Linked DNA regions of Mus musculus: region 2 is linked to region 1. The links are chromatin contacts, called in public promoter capture Hi-C maps. All regions are on one chromosome and are shown on one strand. The core of a region is the stretch at or near the end of the contact, and the rest is flanking DNA. Distances in the headings are between cores, read along the strand shown. Region 1 overlaps Cfap61 (cilia and flagella associated protein 61). Region 2 holds the start of Insm1 (insulinoma-associated 1).

Region 1 (4,447 bases), core at 294-2,793:
AAATGAAAGGGTTGGAGGGAGCAATTTGGCATTATTAGCATTTGACTAATAAGTTTTTGTTTTGTTTTGTTTTTTTTAGCCGTATGTTTTAACATTTCCCTCTCTTTCTAGGGAAGGTCATTGTCTACGGGAATACACTCGACGCTTACACAACAGTGGAGACACTCCTCAACATTGGCATGAAGGGGAGCGGCATCTACTTTGTGCATCCCCCAACTGAATCAAACATAACCTGTATCAACAACAATGATGTAGAGAGTGCCGTGGAAGATGCACTCAGTGCCGCTGGGGTGACAGTCTTTCATGACGCCTTGTTGGCTCAGTGGAACCATGGCCAGCACCCGGATCCTATCTACAATGCCTGCTTCACCACCTCCACCAAGCCTATCAGACTGGAGTGTTCAGTAAGTCCATCCGCATGAACCACACTTACTGTCTGCCTAAGGCAGCGGTTCTCAATCTGTGGGTCGTGACCCATTTGTGGGTCACATATCAGACAGCCTGCACATCAGATATTTACATTTCAGTTCACAAGAATAGCTAAATTACAGCTATGAAGTAGCAACGGAATACCTTTATGGTTGGGGTCACCACAACACAAGGAACTGCATAGAAGAGTCGCATCATTAGGAATGCTGAGAATCTCTGGCCTAGCATGGGTGCTGACCTCCCCAGAACTAGGGACGCTGAAAGATTTTAGTACAGAATGTACATTTGGGGTCTGTTTTCAAACCATTTGGGTCACTCAAAAGCAAGCAGCTACTACCAACACAGGGACTTAAGACAATTTATTGTCACTTTTACCTCTGCTCTAGGGGTTTGCTTGGCCCAACTAGGTAGTTCCCACAGGAGATTTCTTTTGTAATTGAATTTACAACAGTAGACCAAGCTGGAATCATCTAGAAGACACGTTAACTTTTCTGGCTATTGATGCTAGATCAACTTCAGCTGGAATTTTCTTGAGCCTGGGCTTTGTCAAAACAAACAAACAAACAAACAAACAAACAAACAAACAAATGATAGTTGTAAGAGCAAATGGGACAGAAACTGGGGTGTCTACCCCTTAGACCAGGCCTCAGCTGTCAGCCAGCATGTCTGCAGCCACACCCTCCCTACAGACAAGTAATTCTGCCCACTGTACATTAAAAGGGAAAGAAGCAACCTCGATGAGCAGAGACCACCCCCCAAGGGGCTACAGTACCAGGTGCTGAAAAAGGTTGTCCCTGTTCTGATTTCTTATAACATACCCCAAAAAGGGTACAGTGGGAACACAGGCCCATGGGCAATCCCAGGCTTAAAATCATAGCAGCCCTACTAATGGGCATGCAGGTCCAGGAAGCCTGAAAATGACCAGATGTGGAGTCCACTGACCAGAGAGCTGCTGCAGCTGAACTAGCCATGATGCCCTTTGCTTTCCTAAAGCCACGCCCACTGGCCAGCCAGCTTTGGGTTATAGCTTCACTCCTCTCACAGTTCTGATCAAAAAGCCTTGCCTGTAGCTCCTCTAGGCCTCGTCTCCTTCCTACCATCATAGAACCTAAGAACCCAGCTCAGATGACATCAGCCCTTCGTGGAGGGTGTGTTCAGGGGCATGAGGGTGTGATCTGAGAGACCTGAGGTCCTTAGAAATATTCTAATCTGCTATTTACCATATTTGTTCACGTATTCACTCCACAGAATTTATGGAACACCAGATAAGTCCCAGACTGTGTCTTGTGGCTTAAGGATTCAGCAATGAGAAAGGAAAAAAAAATCTTATTTTGAAAGTTACATTGTCTACACTTACATATTTTGTGCTCATCTAAGATAGGGGAATTGAAAGTATTTCAGCCTCAAATTTCTACCCCAAACCATGACCCTCGAAGATTGCCAGATCTTTCTACGGAACCTCTGGAGATTGGTACACATTCATGTTAGGAAACAGAGGGTAAAGAAACCCTCTTAAGAAGTCTCATTAGATACTGATTCTCCAGAAGGCCCTCTGCCTTTTTTCACTATTCAGATACAAATTGGAATCATAGTGAAACATCCTTTGGTTGCTTTTACTTTGGTCTGGTATACCTCTCGGCTCAGTCTTCATCCTAGAGCAGGCCAGGCCTTTCCTTTCCTGTGTCTTAGTCACTGTTGTATTACTATGAAGAGACACCGTGACCAAGGCCACTCTTATGAAGGAAAGCATTTCACTGGGGGTTTCCTCATGGCTTCAGAAGTTTAGTCCACTATTATCATGACCCACAGCATGGCAGCACACAAGCAGGAGATGGAGCAGGAGCTGAGAGCTAAATCCTGATCTATAAGCCAAGAGACACTGGGCTTGGCAGGGACTTTTGAAACTTCAAAGCCCACGCCCAGAAACACATTTCTACCAACAAGGCCACACCTCCTAGTCCTGTCACATAGTGCCACTCCTTAGGGACTAAGCATTCAAATACATGAACCCATGGGAGCCATTCTCATTCAAACCACCAGACCTGTGTTGTCTCCCAAGGAATGGTCTCTAGAGACATGTCCAGGGATCTGCCAACTTATGGTTTGCATCTTTTTTTTTTTTTTGCCAGCAGTTGTTATGTGTGGGCGATTAGGAAAGGGGAGTGGTTAGCTCCCCTCCCCTTCCCCGCCCCGTAGCATCATCATCTGTCAGGGAGTTAGGCAACTTGAGATGGGAATGAACGTGTCTCTCGACTGTGCTGTGACGGGTTCCCAGGTTTTCTTCATCTCTCAGACAGACATGCTGATGTCCTAATTCTCAGCACCAGCGAGTGTGGCCTTATTTGGAGTAGGGGCTTGGTTGGGGTAAGCAAGACCAGGTCGTCCTGGGTCTGTCTGGGTTGGGCTCTGGATTCCTCGTGCTCTTTATGAGGAGAGTGATTTAATGACACACAAGGAAGAATGACTTGGGATGACACAGAGAATGGAAGTCATATGGCAAGCATGGCAGCACCACCAAAAGCCAGGAAGAGTCTGGCTCTGCTCTTCCCTAGAGCCCTTGGAGGGAGTTTGGCCATGACACCTTGATTTTAGATTGCAAGTTTCCAGAACTATAAGAAAATATGTTTCCAACATTCTGAGGTATTACAGCATCTCTAGGAAACTAAAATAGTGTAAAAAAAAATCCTCTGGATGATAAAACAAGTTTGGGTGACCTGTGTAGGGCAGGGAACCGAGGTCCTGGGTCTCTCTAGCCAGCTACCGGCAGTGCCTGAGCCATTGGCAGAGAGAGAGAGAGGCACTGTACACAGCTTTAGCCTGGCCAGCCAGGTGGGTCTAAGGTCCAGAGATGAATGCTTGGGTAGAGAAAACGCTTTCCCACATGGTACAGTTCAGTAAAAACAGCCACTTTCAGGATCCTGGGTGAAACAACTTGTGTGCTTTATTCCAAGTGGACAGGGACTGTATAAAGATGGAGGAGTGGGGCGGGATTTATGGGTAGATATTTCCTATCGGCTCAGTTTGAGACCTTTGTGATGCTCTATTTGCATGGGGGAAGGGCTCGAGGTGCTGCAATATATGACCCATCTCAAGTCTCTGAGATTCCCAGGGTCTGAGCTCTCTCAGCCTTACCAGTTCTTCTGTCTGGTGGCACAGTCTGCTTGCCCCACAGATACTTACCTTTTAAGAAGCCCTCTACTGATGTGAAAGTACAAAAGGAAACTATATGGGGAGAAGGTGGGGGATATATGTGACATGAAAACAGGAGACTGTTCAGGGAGAGAGGAAACTCCACGGGAGGTTGTGGGAAACAAAAAAAGTACAATGATTTAAGTGTATGATGACATCTTAGTGAAATCCACTACTTTGTATGCCAACTTAAAAATTAATTGAAGGGTGAGTAGAACGCAACATCAGTTCCAAAAAAAATCAAGAGGGTCTTGTGCTAGCAGGAACAGGGACAAAGAACACCTGCCTGACCAGTGGCTGGGTTTCATTCTGGGCTGCAGGCACCTTAGCACACCCGGGATCTTGAGGTCATTGGTGAGTGGAACACAACATCAGTTCCAAAAAAATCAAGAGGGTCTTGTGCTAGCAGCAACATGGTCAAAGGACAAAGGCAGGCCCTAGCACACCCAGAATCCTGGCATCACCGAGACCAATCTACACAGGAGAGCACATGGGCGGCAGAAGCAACAGAGCTTCTTAAACAGGGTCCCTTCGGGCCTTCATCCTCAGCCAGGAGACAGAGCAGTCTCAGTACATGGCACCTGCAGATGTACAGATCCTTGGAGATCAATGACCAGAGAGTCTAGTCAAGTTGTCCAGCTCCAGATTCAGCAAGAGACCCTGACGCTAAACAAACAAACAAACAAACACACACACACACAAACAAAATGTCATTTCTATCCTTGTTTTGTTATGTTTTGTTTTGTTTTGTTTTGTTTTGTTTTGTTTTGTTTTGTGACAGGGTTTCTCTGGGTAGCCCTGACCATACTGGAACTCGCTGTGTAGACTA
Region 2 (4,403 bases), core at 423-2,922, 92 kb after region 1:
ATTCTGTTGAAAAAACAAAAAACAAACAAAAAACCAAAACCACTATTTAATTTCCAAGCCAGGGTATTTTCAGAGGGAAACCCCAAAACGATTAAATGCCTTCAGTGGAATTTAATCTAAGTCAAACTCAGCAAAAATCTAGGCTCACTTCAAGAGGGAAAAAATGTTTCTCTCACTTTGAGTAAAGTGACATTTTCTCTACAGCTATGACATTTGATGCGTCTTGGCTATTTGTTCCCTGGTGAGGGGCTTCTTAGGGATCTACTTCTTTCCCCAAGAAAAGAACCTTCTGTGTTTTCTCAGCCATTAGCAGGGAAGAGATCCCTAGACAAGTTGCCGGGTCTGGGTCCAAATCTGGCGTCTAGTGTGGCGTGTGTGTACCAGGGGTGTCCTTCGTTGTTGTCTCTTGCCAGTGGCACGGGAGGAAGCGGCTGGTCCTCTCAGGCTGCAGGCTCCCTCTGAGGACAGATTGGCCACCCCCACCTCCCCACACCCCCGGCAGCACGCGTCTCTTTTGCGTCCAGATTGGCCGCGACCCGCGCTCAATAGCGGGAGGTTAATTTCCTTCACAAAGGTGAAGGGGGCACGACTCCGGGGGGGGGGGGCCCCCGCGCCCAGACAGGCGGTTGCTTTATTCCGCAGCGCCTTGATTGGAGCCCTTGATTTAGCATCTGATGTCAACCCACAGACAAAATGCCCGCTCAGAATGAAAATGCATGAGGCTGCGCAGAGGGTGAAAACCAACTTCACCGTGCGTGGCCCACTTGGGTCAACTCCACAGGCGTTGCCTACGCCCTGGACAGCGAGGAGGCTCCTGAAGCCTGGGTCCGACCCTGGCAAAGATGCCAATCCTCCGGCTTCAGGCATATTAGGGAAAGGAACGTAACTTCAGATATTCAAGTTCCTTTTGGAAGCCAGCCAGCAGGCCAGGGATGCAGCCTCGCATCCGAGGGCGATCGAAAACGTGCTATGCCAACAGTTTCTCCAACTCGAGAGAAGCTTTCGAGGCCCGCCGGCAGGTTGAGCCCGTGAGCCCAGACCCGGCGCTCCGCCGAAGCCCGCTGGCTCAACGTGTTTACTCTCTGAAGCCCGGGTTCCCGCGGCCAGAGCACGGTCGGGCCACTGGCTGTCCGGAGTTGAGTTGCGCGTTCCCCTTGCCGATGATTTTCCATACGACGCGCGGAGCTCCCGCGCCCTTCTCCCGCAGCAGCCGCGGCCCTCGGGTCGCCCCTGCCCCCACCCCATCAGCGCGCCCAATTTCCCCCTGGGCTCCGGCTCGCGGATTGAACCCTCCTGACATATTTGGGGCCATTCTTCTCCTTTGTTGCTATTTAGCTCGCGACCCGCGGGTAATCCTCGCGCGGGAGGGGGGCGCACATTGTCGTGCTGATGGACGGGCCCATTTGGCGGCTCCGCGCCCCCCGGAGGAGACACACAAAGCCCAGGCACGTGCGCCTCCCCATAGAGGAGCAGCAGACCGTGAAGGGAGGCGGGGCCGGGCGTGTGCCTGGGCCAGGCGGGGCGGCGGCGCCGGGCGCGGCGGGGCGGGGCGGGGCGGGGCGGCCGAGGGGCGCGCGCTGGGGCCCCGCGCCCTCAGGTACATCTGCCGCACCTACCGGGCGACCCTCGAGTCCCGGCCCCTTTTTTGCCGCTCCGTCGCCCTCCCGCCCTCGTCGGCGGAGGAGCTGCGGACGCTCTGATTGGCTCTGGGGGAAGCGGGAGGCGAGAACAATGGCCCCCTCCCCCCGTTAAAAGGGAGCGGCGCCCGGGCCCGGGGACAGGGACGCGCGTGCGGAGCGCAGAGCCGGGCCAGCAGCCGCGGGCACTGCGGGAGTCCCGAAGCCGCCGCGTGCAGGCGATGGGCTGGGGTCACTGAGGGCCGCCAGGGCCGAGCACGGAGGTGGGACCCAACCAGTGCGTCGCCCTTTTCACCGCGCCAACATGCCCCGCGGGTTTCTGGTGAAGCGCAGCAAGAAGTCCACGCCCGTGTCCTACCGGGTCCGCGGCGGCGAGGACAGTGACCGGGCGCTGCTGCTGTCACCCGGCTGCGGGGGCGCCCGCGCCGAGCCCCCGGTGCCCAGCCCCGGGCCGCTGCCGCCACCTCCGCCGCCGGCGCTCGCGGAGCGCGCCCATGCTGCGCTCGCCGCCGCGCTCGCCTGCGCGCCAGGCCCGCCGCCGCCACCCCCGCCAGGCCCGCGGGCCGCGCACTTCGGCAACCCCGAGGCTGCGCACCCGGCGCCTCTCTACAGTCCCACGCGGCCGGTGAGCCGCGAGCACGAGAAGCACAAGTACTTCGAGCGCAGCTTCAACCTGGGCTCGCCGGTGTCCGCTGAGTCCTTCCCCACGCCCGCCGCGCTGCTCGCAGGGGGAGGCAGCGGCGCCAACGGCGCTGGCGGCGGCGGCGGCGGCACCTGCGGCGGAGACGCGCTGCTCTTCGCTCCCGCCGAGCTCAAGATGGGCACTGCGTTCTCCGCCGGCGCCGAGGCGGCCCGGGGTCCTGGGACCGGTCCTCCACTGTCCCCCGCCGCGGCCCTGCGGCCCCCGGGCAAGCGACCGGCGCCCCCCGCCGCTGTCGCTACAGAGCCGCCCGCCAAGGCAGCCAAGGCCCCGAGCGCCAAAAAGCCGAAGGCCATCCGCAAGCTGCACTTCGAGGACGAGGTGACCACGTCGCCGGTTCTGGGGCTCAAGATCAAGGAGGGCCCGGTGGAGGCGCCGCGGGGTCGCGCGGGGGGCGCGACCCGACCCCTGGGCGAGTTCATCTGCCAGCTGTGCAAGGAGGAGTACGCTGACCCGTTCGCGCTGGCGCAGCACAAGTGCTCGCGCATCGTGCGCGTGGAGTACCGCTGCCCAGAGTGCGCCAAGGTCTTCAGCTGCCCGGCCAACCTGGCCTCGCACCGCCGCTGGCACAAACCACGGCCGGTGCCCGCGGCGGCCCGCGCGCCAGAGCCAGAAGCCGCCACCAGGGCGGAGGCGCGCGAGGCTGCGGGCGGCGGCAGCAGCGATCGGGACACGCCGAGCCCTGGCGGCGTATCCGAGTCAGGCTCCGAGGACGGGCTCTACGAGTGCCACCACTGCGCCAAGAAGTTCCGTCGCCAGGCCTATCTGCGCAAGCACCTGCTGGCACATCACCAGGCGCTGCAGGCCAAAGGCGCGCCCCCGCCCCCGCCGCCGCCGCCACCCCCCGCCGAGGACATCCTGGCTTTCTACGCGGGGCCCGACGAAAAGGCGCCCCAGGAGGCCTCGGGCGACGGCGAGGCGGCCGGCGTGCTGGGCCTGAGTGCGACCGCCCAGTGCCACCTGTGCCCAGTGTGCGGGGAGACCTTCCCCAGCAAGGGCGCCCAGGAGCGCCACCTGCGCCTGCTGCACGCTGCCCAGGTGTTCCCCTGCAAGTACTGCCCGGCCACCTTCTACAGCTCCCCGGGCCTGACCCGGCACATCAACAAGTGCCACCCGTCTGAGAATAGACAGGTGATCCTCCTTCAGGTGCCTGTGCGTCCGGCCTGCTAGAGTGCGCCCTCGGTCCGGGGGCCCCCAGAACTGTGCCTTCACTCGGAGACCCACAAAGAGAGAGCGCCCCCCATGCCTGATCTGGGGGTCCCCTACTCCCATTCCAGGGTGAAAGTGTCCTCTTCGCTTCGCTTCGGTGGAGCATGACCACCTGGTCTTCTCGCTGTGACTCCTTTGGACCCCAACCCCTTTGCGTTGTGCCCCCCCCCCCAAGCCCCATGGCGCAACAGGAGTCCGTCTCTTTCTGTACAGGGGAGGAAAAAAATGCTGTATACGTTTGTCTCGTGGTTGGACGCCTCCTTTTGAGGGGCAAAGCTGTTTTTCTTGCTAGTATTCGCTGTGTTCATGGTCTAGAAAATGCGGTTTGCTCTGCCTACCAATCTCTGCTCTCTATGTCTGTAGCGTACGGGTTGTTTTGGGTGAATCTTGAGGAATAAAATGCCTTTATATTTCACAGGCTGTAAATTGAACTTCCCACACGATTAGCTTTATTATGGCTTGTGAACTGCTGGAGTCTGGCTTTACCTTTTTGTATGTGAACAAATCAAATTGCTTAAAAAAGAGTTTTCTTTAGTATAGCCACAAATGCCTTGACCTGTTGTCTGTTGGGGATTGTTTTTTGGGGGTGGGAGGAGTTCTAACGAGATGCTGTAGTAACTGCCTCAGTATATCCCGGAAGACTTTTGGTTTAATCATCTTTGTTGAGGTAGGGCTATTGAGTTCCTTTGACATGTATATGTTGATTGATGCACAATTGTTATTTATTCTTTATTTATTTATATTAATTATGAAGATTATGATATTATTTGATTGCAGATTCTCTCTCTCTCTCTCTCTTTCTCTCTCTCTCTCTCTCTCTCTCTCTCTCTCTCTCTCTCTCTCTCTGAGCTTTCCCC

Evidence for each region. Promoter capture Hi-C pulls out the DNA fragments that hold promoters and counts their contacts.
Region 2: a contact with region 1 is called in a promoter capture Hi-C map of pre-B cells. The contact joins the promoter of Insm1 here to the enhancer-like site in region 1. A contact is called at or near these places in 3 of 39 promoter capture datasets (the C10 cell line and pre-B cells), 4 of 484 Hi-C or Micro-C datasets (the 63-12 cell line, the C10 cell line, conventional type 1 dendritic cells and 1 more), 1 of 115 datasets of contacts at active chromatin or transcription factors (large pre-B cells) and 1 of 9 other capture datasets (adipose tissue).

The regions. Positions count from the first base shown.
Region 1 is chr2:146,128,843-146,133,289 of GRCm38.p6, forward strand. Cfap61 (cilia and flagella associated protein 61) reads left to right here. Exons shown (of 27, transcript NM_001369121.1): 22 at 112-404. Among named protein-coding and RNA genes, the nearest start is that of Gm34629, 32 kb to the left of the region's middle. Within about 2 kb of position 1,544, at least 6 of the 459 cell types and tissues checked have an H3K27ac peak or open chromatin away from gene starts, as enhancers often do. A contact at or near this core is called in the 63-12 cell line and pre-B cells, where this site is marked.
Region 2 is chr2:146,220,325-146,224,727 of GRCm38.p6, forward strand. It overlaps Insm1 (insulinoma-associated 1), which reads left to right and starts at 1,673. Exons shown (of 1, transcript NM_016889.3): 1 at 1,673-4,403. The coding sequence starts at 1,942. The coding sequence ends at 3,507.